Linked DNA regions of Gossypium hirsutum: region 1 is linked to region 2. Evidence: chromatin contacts called from public Hi-C data. All regions are on one chromosome and are shown on one strand. Each heading gives the region's core, a stretch centred on a gene start, on an enhancer-like site or on the middle of the called end of the contact. The rest is flanking DNA. Distances are from core to core; before and after follow the strand shown. Region 1 holds the start of LOC107927035. Region 2 holds the start of LOC107927147 (4-coumarate--CoA ligase-like 7).

Region 1 (5,711 bases), core at 1,091-3,590, 140 kb after region 2:
ACTGAGAGAAAAAGGAAAAGATCTCTCTCCTTGTTCGACTCTGGTGACGGCGAAGATAGGCTCCGACGCCGGCCTTTGAAGCGAAGGTATCTTCCCTTTTCCCTTTTGTTTTGTTTTTGTTAAGAAGGGTCGTAGAAAATAAACAAAAAATAAAAAAAACAATAAAATAAATAAAAAACACAAGAACAGAGAAAAAAAAGAAAAGAAGCACTGGGTTAACCTTTTTTTTTAAGCTTTTGGATCTGCTTTTTTTTTTATTAACTAGTTGTAAAAGAAGAGAAAAATACAGAAGTAGTGTCTGGCTTTTATAGCCAATCTGTTTCTATTTTTTTCCTATTATTTTTGCTGCTTGCGTGTTCTCCTCTATTTTGCAGGGTTGCTGGAGCAGGTGGGCAAAGGGTAGGTGCGGCGCTGGACATGACGGTGGCGTAAAAGACTGAGGGTCAGAAGACCCTAGGTATGGCGCCTAGGGTTCTTTGTTTTCTGCTGGGGTTTTTTCTTGTTTTGGGTTTTGGGCTGAGGTATTGGGTAGTTGGGCTTTGTTGTAATGGGTTGTTTGGGTTGGTTATTGGGTAGGTTTTTAAGTGTGTTTTATTTGTAATGGGCACCGGGCAAAATGAGCTTGTACATTAATAATTTAATATTTCCAACTAAAAATCGAAGTGATCTCAACTTAATCAAAATGACTAGACTTTAAGTACTAAACTTGAGTGAGAAAACCCAAAATGACCTTAAAAAATATAACAATTTAAACCCTAAAATAATATAACCTAACTAAAATAACCCTAAACTTTAAAACTCAAATAAGTTACAACTCCTATTCGGGATTCATGGCTGCTACTCCCAACTATATTATCTTCAAGATTCGAACATATATTCTCCCATTGGGAGTGGAATGTGCTTTACCATTGCACCCAACCACTTGTTGATTTCAAACTCAAATTTTAGTATCCACATTAATTTTAATTAAGCTATAAACCTTAGTACATTTAGATTTTGCATCATATTTTTATTTTATTATATTAATTTTAAATTTTTATACTTTAATTTTTTTTGATAAATTATACATTGTTTTTGGTACAGAAAATTAAAATCTAGCTCTCCCATGCTCGCGGGCATCAACATGCAGCAAAGGTAGAAGGCTAGTCGGCGAACTATGCAAGCGGACGAGGCCATCCATACCTTCATGAGACAAAGCGATGTGGTAAGCACATCGGTAGCCTTCCCGAAGAATGCGGCGAACCTCCACCTTCCATCCCTTTTGTATAAATGCTAAACAATCTCCAACATATAGTACTCAACATATGTTCACTTTCGTAAATTTTCGCAAGACCAAGACAGCAGTTGCACTACCCATAACGCATCCAACTCGTTAATCAGTCGTGCTACCCTTAAGTCCTTGGCCAACCGCAAACTCTCCCGAACATCTCATAACTTTTTTTTTTGTTCAACGACCACCCCCACAACATTGCCTATAAGCTATCACGTATGTTGCATGAGCTTTTATGTGTTTAAATTTAAATTAATTTTCAAATAACGTATTTTTAATTGTTGTATTACCCATTGATAATGATAATTTCTCTTAATTTTTAAATAATATATAAATTTAAAATTATATAAGAAAGTAAACTATAATGTTAATTTGGGGAAAATTTTAAAAATTGGTAAAATAACATGTAACAATTTTTAATTGCTGTGTTACCCATCATTGTTGTATTCAAGTAATAAATCTTTTTTGGCATAATGCCTAAATTTACCTATAGCCCCTCTTTAATTCATAAATAGGAGAATAACGCGTTTCAGCACGCTCAAACCCCCGTCTTCCTGTATTAACAACATGCTCATACCGATCGAGTTAAGACTCAATCGGCTTACTCCCTAATATTTAAAAACTAGAAACTAAGTTTTACTGACTAATAGATCAAATTATAGTTTTGGTCCTTTTAATTTTATTAATTTTTGAGATTTAATCTTTATATTTTAATTTGACATAATTTGATTAACTTATTTTATTATTATTTACTCCAAAATGTGAAGACATGTCTTTAAAAAATAATAATATGTCAACAAATGCTTAAAAGTGTTTTAAAAAAATATCATTCAATTAACTCGATCTAATAAAAAAATTACATGTTAATCAAATACTTAACAGTGTTATTTTAAAAAATTTCATATGATCACTTTAACGAAAATAATTAATTACAGTAATATTTTGGGCTAATTAATAATATTATTAAAATAAAAACTAAATTATAAATAAAAATAAATTACATAGACTAAATTTGAAATTTTAGCAAAGTAGACATGAGTCCTTCTTCTAATGGACTTCAAAGCAAAGAAGGGGGGGGGGGCTCTGTTTTATGGACTCTTTGTCGTTTTGACCCAAAAACCCTGAAAATTTTGGTCCAGCAGTAACTGCTAAACCCTTTGATGAAAGCCATTTACATCTTTAAAATCGCTCACTGCTAAACTTGTTTCTGGTTTTGGCGCTAATTGAAATAAATTGGAAAAGAGTAACAGTTAAACGAAGCTTTTCCCTCTTAGGGTTTGCTTCTTCTTCTTCTTCTTCTTTTCCTTAGCTACAGACAATCGGAGATGATGGACATTGATGAACCACTTGATTTTGAAGTAGAAGATTCTCTTCTTATTAACCCTGTTGTTCCCAGCAAAAGGTTTTCACCTGTTACCCATATTTTTAAATTATTCTCTTTCAATAAATTTCTCTATTATATTCTTAATCTTTCTTTTGTTTCATGTTTTGATACAATTTACCGGTTTGGGTTGCTAGGGTTTTTTTTTCTTTTTCGGTTTGGATTTTAAGTTAATGAGGTTGATTGAGAACCCATCAGTTTGAACATGGTTCGCTTCCTTAAAGATAATAGCTTTGTTAATATTTTTTTATGAATTTAATAAGATTTTAGAACCTATTTACTTTATTATGCTTTTGCTTTCCCATTTTTGCCAAAGGAGAATTGCTTTGAGCATTTCCAATGAATTTGAGCTGCTTACTATGTTCTTTTTTTTTTATATTAATCATGCAGTTCTATTTGATTCTTTGTAGTAACGTGTACTGTAAAAATGGTTTTTAGGAAAAACCTTATGGGACTGGATGAGCTTTTGACTGAACACTACAAGGAACAAAGCAAACTTATTGAGAATGAAGCCAGGAAACAGGCAAAAGCTCGGAAATGTTATGTGTCTGATGATGAGGATAAGAATTGCAAAGAAGCTATGCTTGCAAGTCTTCTCGATGATTGCCAAAAACAGGCATAAAAACAACCTTTTTCTTTTTCTCATTGCTCTCATTTTGTGATGCATTCTGTGTTTGTTTCATTTTAAGTTGACTGAAAGTAAATGTATTTTTCTTTTATAGATGAAAGCAATTCATAGCGTAGAAGAGATGTCTGAATGGGGCTTATGTGTCTTCGGGGAGCAGGTTTTCTCGTAAATAACATTAGTTTATCATGCTTGACATTGTGCTTTCCAACTAGTGGAAGAACTTCTTTCACAAAACTTGATATTTCAAGTGACTGAAAATTCTTTATTTTTGGTTTCTTTGTTCAATTTACAGAAGACTATACCACCTCTATCTTTTCCTGAGCTTGGAAATTGGTCAATTTTGCAGTCTTTCATGAATAATGAGCTCAACTCTCTGGTGGGGCTTACTAAAGAGAAAGGTCCTTCACTTTTTTGTACTTGCTTTCTCATATCCTTTTTTTTGGTAAATATATTTCTCCATTTAGTTTTGGATTGCAGATTGCATCAATTCTAGTTTCCATAATATGCATTTTGTTCGGTGAGAAGAAACATTCTTGCATGTATCACTGACCTCTTTCATGCATTCTTTTAGGGTGCACTTTCCTTGAAGGGTTATTGAAAAATGGATGGCTCTTAAAATTGATATTTAAATGTGGCTGTGTAGAAAAATCACTAGCTACATGGACCTTTTTCTTAAGTGAGTATATCCATTACCTTTGGCCCTAGCTTCTTCCTTTAATGGCCAGTGGATGCTTATTTTGTGCTTATCTATTGCTTCTGTCAGTGCTATATTCATCAAAAGAGGAGTTGAGGTCGTCTGCTTGTGAGTTTTGGTGTGCCATTCTTTCATCAAAAATTCAGGTGAACAGATGTTTATCTGCAATAGCTGAAAATAAATTTTGATGTACGTAAAATGAGTATTTCTTATGAATTGGTTATTTGAAAATCTTATCCAGGTTGGCATGCAACCCATTGAAATTGACTGGTACCCCAGCTATCCTGAATTAAAGAGTGCCCTTGAAACATATGGGTTTCTTTTCAATTTTTCATCCAATATATCCGCTGAAAATAGTAAGCTCTTCAGTCTCTTTTCCCGCTTCTAGTCCATTTCGTTTAGCACTTAAATTGATTCATCCTCGATCTTCTATAGGCCATGATCACGCATCTTCTACACATCAAGTTAGGATTATTGATGTTGTTGGCAGAAAGTTTGCTTTTATAGTTTAACCATTATGAACTATTACTTTTTCAGATTACGTATTGTTTTCTCAAATCTAATTCTTCTGTTAGTTTCTTAAGGACAAGATCCAGTTGGTACAGTTGATTATACATGGTATAAAGCTTTACTGCTAATACCTAATACACATTGTTTGTTTGCCTGCCATCCTTTTCTTTTACATGTATTTTTGCCTTCTTTCCTGATCTTACATTCAATGACTCAATTTTTGAACTCTGGTCATCTGACTTCGCATACACTATGTATTGTGATTTCTTTTCTTCCCTTGTTCAATATATTGAATTCAATTGTTTAGATCTATAGTTAACACACTTGAGGTCAATGCCTCACCCGAGTTGTGGCCTGTTCCTTTCTTCCTTTTTAATCAATAATAACGGACTGTTTGATTTCATATCTTTCTCACATAAAATTTGGTGCTTAGGTTCTGGTTGTAAAGGGCCACCTCAAAATATCATAACCTGGATCAAATTTACTGCTGTTTATTGTCAAGTAAGGTACGTGACAGTGGGGTTCTAATATCAAAAGTGTGTGAATACTTTCATTTGAAGCTGCCTAGGTTCTTTGGGTTTGTCTATAAGATGAATGCGACTGTTAGTGGTAATTAATGCCCAACATGTAATATAGAAATGTTGAATGGCTGCCGCATATTTCCCAAGTGTTTTGAGATTAACAAAATTTTGTGATGTATGGTTTGCTCCCTAGTGTTGTATATTACTGTGAGATTGACCACCTATGGAAATAGAAATCGTGTATTGGCTTTCATGCAAGTTGAATTTTCAATATTATGTGATAACAGTTACTCCTTGTTCTCAAATATTGCTGATTTTGAAGTTCAGTATGACATTATTCTCCTTTCAGGTGTAATAAGCAGTCTATCCTTTTGACTTCAGACTGTCAAGAGCTAGCGGAAGTTATCCTTTGTCTATTCTTAGACCGGCGACTTGAAGGTCTCTCCGTTCTTATGAGGAACTGTATGCAATCAATTATCAGTTCATTCACAGAAGAAGAATGGATTAACAGCTACTCTAGAATAGCGAAATCTATTGCCTCAAGGTTATTATTCTTTAGTGATGGTTTCTTAGCCCAACCCTTCCCACCCCAACATTGCTCACTCAATGCTTGAGTGCATATTGTCGATTGCATTAACTTTCATTTTGCTGTTTCCTTTTTCTACTTTCTTGCTTATGCTTGCCTCACATGAATGCAGAGTTCCTAC
Region 2 (5,446 bases), core at 325-2,824:
GAAGCTTGGAATGGATTAATAACAAAACAGAGTAAGGACTAACACTGTATGGAAGATCATTTGGTTGAAGAAGCATCGGTACGTGGGGACAAGTTGACGAGAAACAACACTAATGAGAAATGACCAATGTAGGACACGTGGACAAAATTAGGCAATAATTTCATGTTTTCAACCTACGGAAAATCATGTGGATATTTTCAGAGCTTGATTTCGTTATGCATCTGACTCAAATGAGGATCAAAAGGCTGGATTTATTAATACTTTTGAGTATACTAAATATTTTTTTCCCCTTCTTTTACAACCTTTTTCATGCTAAAAGTTTGGAAGAAAAGAAAAAGATGATTTGTAACTTTATTGAAAAAGTCCAATATTGTCTAATATGGAGTTCAGAGTTAAATTAATTATATTTTACTTTTTTTATTTAAAAATAAATAAATTTTTATATAATAGATTAAAAATAAATTTATTTTTTTGTTAAATTTTTTATTATTTATATTATTAAAAACGAGTCCTCATCATGAAATTCGCATGGCACGCCACCTCTCACCATCTGATTATTTTATGAGATATATTAGTTTTTAATAGTACAAATTAATAACATTTTTGACAAAAAATAATTAATTTTCTCTTCAATTAAACTGTATAAGCCCAAATGTGCCCAGGCCCAATAAAATTAACCCCAGCCCAATACCCTCCAATTTACCCAAGCCCATATCAGCCTAAAACCAAAAAAAAAAACCCCTAGCTTCTCTGCCTCAGCGCCGCAGCAAACTGGTGCCGCAACAGTAGCCACCATTCGCGCGAGTTGCGCCTCCACGCGCGCCACGCCTTGCACGCCGCACCTCCAGCAGTACCTCCAGCAACAAACACAAACAATACAGCAAAGAAAAGGGAACAAAACAGAATAGCAAAAATTGGGCAACAATATGCCAACAAAAAAAACAGAATAGATTTCTTTTAATTTTGTTTTTTCTTTTCCATTTCGGCTATTTAAAGCCGTGAAAAATCTGTAAAAAAGGGACGAAAATAGGGGGAAGATTTTTTTTTACGAAAAGAGAGACCGAAAGAAATACAAACACAAATAGGAAATTTTCTTTTTTGAAATACAAAGGTTTTCTTTTCTTTTTTCTCTCTCTGTTTTACTTCATTGTGGATTATCAATCTTTTATTTTTCATTTATACATATATATATTTGATTCTTTTTATATAGTTTCTCTTTTTTATTTATTTTTGCTTAATATATAAAGAAAAGAGAAAAGGGATCTTACCTCTTTCGTCGAACACGCCGGAGTGTTGCCATCTCCGTTCACGATCGGAGCGTTGGTGCAGGCGAACGGCGGCGCAAAAGGGGTAAAGAAAAACCCTAGCAGAGGGTTCTTGTTTTTTATTTTTTCCTTCTTACTGCTGCAAAATAGGATTGGTAAAACAATTTTTTTTTGTTTTAAATCATGTTTTAAACGCACCGTTTGGGGAGAGGGATTATTTCCATTTTGGCCCCCATGTAATGCGCGTGTGGCAGATTAGTCCTTCGTTTTATTTTAATTTCATTTATTGATTATTTTGTGTTTTTTTTTTGCAATTCGGTTTTTTTAATTTTTTTACTTTTATCATATTATTATATTATTTATTATCACTTATTATTTCTATATTTATACTCATATATAGTATATATACATTTTTTAAAAACTTTTATAAATACATACATATATTTTTGTACATACAAACATATTTTTTATAATATAGATATGCTTTTATATTTTAGTTTCTTTTCTACTTTTGTAAATATGATTTCACGCATATTTCCATATATATTTTATATATTATTCTTCATATTTTTTTTTTCAAATGTATATATATAAATATACATGTACATTTTAAAATATACATATATTTCCTATATATTATAATTTAAAATATACATTCATTTTTATAGTATATAGATTTACATTTTTTTTCCTGAAACATTTTCATTATTCTATATATATTCCGTTACTTGTATACATATTGTACATATATAAGTATTTTAATATACATATACATATTTTCATGATTTACCAATACATACACTTATATATTTTTTATTTTGTAAATATATACACATATACATACCTTTTTTTTTATTTTCACGATTTTCAAATACATATACATGCATTTTTATTAGTTTTTTTTATCGGGATATTTTTCATTCCTTCTTTTTATATGTATACTTGTATATGTGTGTTAAATATATGCACACACATATTTTCAAATTTACTTGTATGTTGTGCTTAAATTTATATATTTTGTAAATACTCATACATGTATATTTTAAAGTGAAGTATTTGTTTTATATTGTACATTAACCTTTTAACATATCCTTTGAGAAATATATTTTGGTTTCGTCAATATATCAAAATCATTTTCCCTTGATTCAAAGTTTTTTTTTGAATAAAAGCAATATTCAAAGTTTGAGATTTTCGAGAAAATTGAGTCCTAACGTATTGGGTTTCGATTTTCTTGGTTAATCTTAAATAACCGAGAATATTCTTTATCCAAAATGTATGAGCATAAAAATCATTTTCGGGAACTTAACTTGTTGTGTCCTAATGTATTGGGCATGATATATTGCTTTCTCAAAATAAAGATTTTCGCATAAAATAAAAATGATATTCAAAGTTCGGGGATTTTAAGAAATTGTACCCTAACGTATTGGGACTCGATTTCTTTACATGACTTGAACAATTGATTATCTTTTTTAGATTTCATCATTTGAGTTGTTTTTAAAAATATATTTCAGCCCTTAACATTAAGACATTAAATAATCAATTTGGTACCAATTTTGGGTGTTACGAGGGTGCTAACCCTTCCTCGTGCGTAACCGACTTCCAAACTCGTTTCTCAAAATTCATAGACCAAAATAATTTTTAAGGTGAGCCGATCACACCTTAATGAAGGATCGGTGGCGACTCTAGTTTTATCTTTAAAGTCGACAACAAAATTTTTTGTTTTCAAAAAACGGTTTCGACATTAACCAATAAAATTTAATTTCTCATATTCTAAGTAAAAAAAAAACAATTTAACTAACTCACTTTTACCATAAATTTTCTTTCTTAACATTTAAACTTAAATTAATAAAAGAAAAAAAAAACAAAAATTCAATAGCTTAAGAGTCAATTTTGCATTGCTCTTACTGTGTATATTCAAAAGTTACATTTGGGTAAAATAATATATTTGAAAAATATTATAGAAAAAAACAGTTGGTGTTTAGTATTGTATCTAAATTACATAATATATAAAATTAATATAATATAAAATATTATAAACTTAAAATAGGTCGGGTCAAGCCTTGAATATATAAGACCGAACTTGATCTATATTTTAAATAAACTTAATATTTTTATCTAAACTTATTTTTAAATTTAATATTTTTAGCTAAAGTCTCTCAAATTTCGAGTACTCGTGAGCAAGTATAGTAGACTTGAGCAAAAATTCGATGTAATTTTGTCTTCAACTAAGAAAAAGGGGCAACCTTACACATAGTTTAAATCGTTACAATCCTCGACCAAGGGAAGTCCCTGTTCATCATCAAGCACAAGTTTAACATAAACTTACCACGACACTGTACTTTAAATATATTTCCTGGATAAAAAATTTACGAGAATTCTACTGTGTGTTTCTATTCATTCAAAATTATTTCGGCATAACTTAAGAAAATTTTGTTATGATTTTTGTTTTCGAGCGCACAGCAAAATTGACACTTGTTTAACTTCTACAAAGAAAATCGGATGCAAAGCTCCAAATCACGGAAAAGAGAAGCCAAGCCGCAAATTATAAGCAGAACGAAGAAGAAGTAAAATGATGCTTTGAATGAAGAAATTGTAGGAAAGTATTTTTGTGTCCCCAGACCAGAAGAAAAGAGTAAAGTGCCGCTAGTTGGGTCATGGGTGGATGAAATAATGAATAAGGGTGTTTAGGTATTTTCACTTCTAGACTCTATAACCCAATGCTTTTGCTGTCGGCAAGGGCTGCGGTGCCCAATATATTTGCTCTGCCCGTTGATGAGTTGCCTTATGTTTAGATTGAAAAGTTAGGAAGGTTTGAATAAAAATGTTAAGTATAAAAAATAAGTTTGGATAAAAAAATAAATTTATTTAAAATATAGTCAGGCTCGGGCTTAAACATTCAAGATTTAAACTTGACCTATTTTAAGTTTATAATATTTATATTATGTTATTTTTATATATTATGAAACTTAAAACACATTAAAAAAAACAAACTTATAGTAAATATATAATAATACTCTAATGTAAACATTAAAATAATGTAAAGATGACTATATAAAAATTTTTAATAAATAAAAAATGAATAAAATTATTAAATATTAAAATAAAATAATATAAATACATTTTTTAAAATTAAAAATAATATAAATGGACTTAAAATGAGCTTAGATTAATTTTTTGCAAATATGAGCAGTTTTGAGTAAAATTTTAAACCTAAATTTCAAGTCGGGTCAAACTTAAACAAACATAAAATATATTAATATCATATTTAAATCCGACTCAAATCCAACTAACACCTCTAATTAAAAAAGGAGTTGAAACACCCAAAAGCTGAGTGCACCGCATGCCTCTGCCCTATCAAGTAAATAAATCAGCTTTTCCATAGGTAAGGCGACAAAAGATCTAACGCTGATTTGTTCTATTCATATATGTAGAATTAATCTCTTTAAACATTTAAAGAATTTAGTCTCGAGTATTTACAAATTATTAGATTTCATGTTTAAATTTAGTTTTTACTTTGTTTTTATGCTTTTTGGAAAAAAGTTGATAAGTATATACCATTAGAGATCTAATATTTGAGTTGAGCTTGTTTCAAACATCTAGTTGATACAAGAATGAGAAAAAGAGATTGAACTGGAGTTGAAGTCACGACACAAATGTTTTTGCCATTAACTAAAGAGTTTACTTTGAAATTGCAGTAATCTGCACCAAGTGTCTCAGCAATGTTGTTCATCTTCCATATACATACATAAAATGCACAAAACAATGGTTTACAACACAATTTATGTTTTCGAGGAACTGAAACATTTATTGACCCAATAATCTGTTGTTCGTTGTAATTTTACCCCAATAATATAGTTACAAATTTAGACAAAGACAGCTTTAACTTAACCGCTAGTTTGTATTCATGCTATGTGCCTAAAACAGAATTATAGAATTTCACATTTTGGATCTTACTTTGGCTATAAGTTCTCTCCTCAGGATTTTCCCTGATACCGACTTTGGGACACTGCTTATGAATGTGACCTTCCTTAACCTTTTGAAAGGTGCCACCTGCAAAGGTGAAAAACAGCTTCGGTTTTATAAGGTCTTCCTATTTCATTGGAAGGGAAAAAGACTTCACTTAAAAATGGCTATCGATTTATTTCGATATCGTACCTGTTTAGCAATAAACTTTAGAACAT

Evidence for each region. Hi-C and Micro-C count contacts between places; a contact is called where the count stands out from the background.
Region 1: a Hi-C map of leaf shows a contact between it and region 2, with 1.4 times the contacts expected there. The contact joins the promoter of LOC107927035 here to the promoter of LOC107927147 in region 2. A contact is called at or near these places in 2 of 34 Hi-C or Micro-C datasets (both in leaf).

The regions. Positions count from the first base shown.
Region 1 is chrD03:49,870,536-49,876,246 of Gossypium_hirsutum_v2.1, forward strand. It overlaps LOC107927035, which reads left to right and starts at 2,341. Exons shown (of 13, transcript XM_016858002.2): 1 at 2,341-2,672; 2 at 3,090-3,267; 3 at 3,374-3,436; 4 at 3,572-3,677; 5 at 3,851-3,955; 6 at 4,043-4,119; 7 at 4,215-4,329; 8 at 4,917-4,989; 9 at 5,354-5,548; 10 at 5,703-5,711. The coding sequence starts at 2,596.
Region 2 is chrD03:49,732,775-49,738,220 of Gossypium_hirsutum_v2.1, forward strand. It overlaps LOC107927147 (4-coumarate--CoA ligase-like 7), which reads right to left and starts at 1,575. Exons shown (of 7, transcript XM_041090398.1): 1 at 1,269-1,575; 2 at 1-854. LOC107927154 (4-coumarate--CoA ligase-like 7) reads right to left here. Exons shown (of 6, transcript XM_016858164.2): 5 at 5,421-5,446; 6 at 4,902-5,315. The coding sequence ends at 5,202.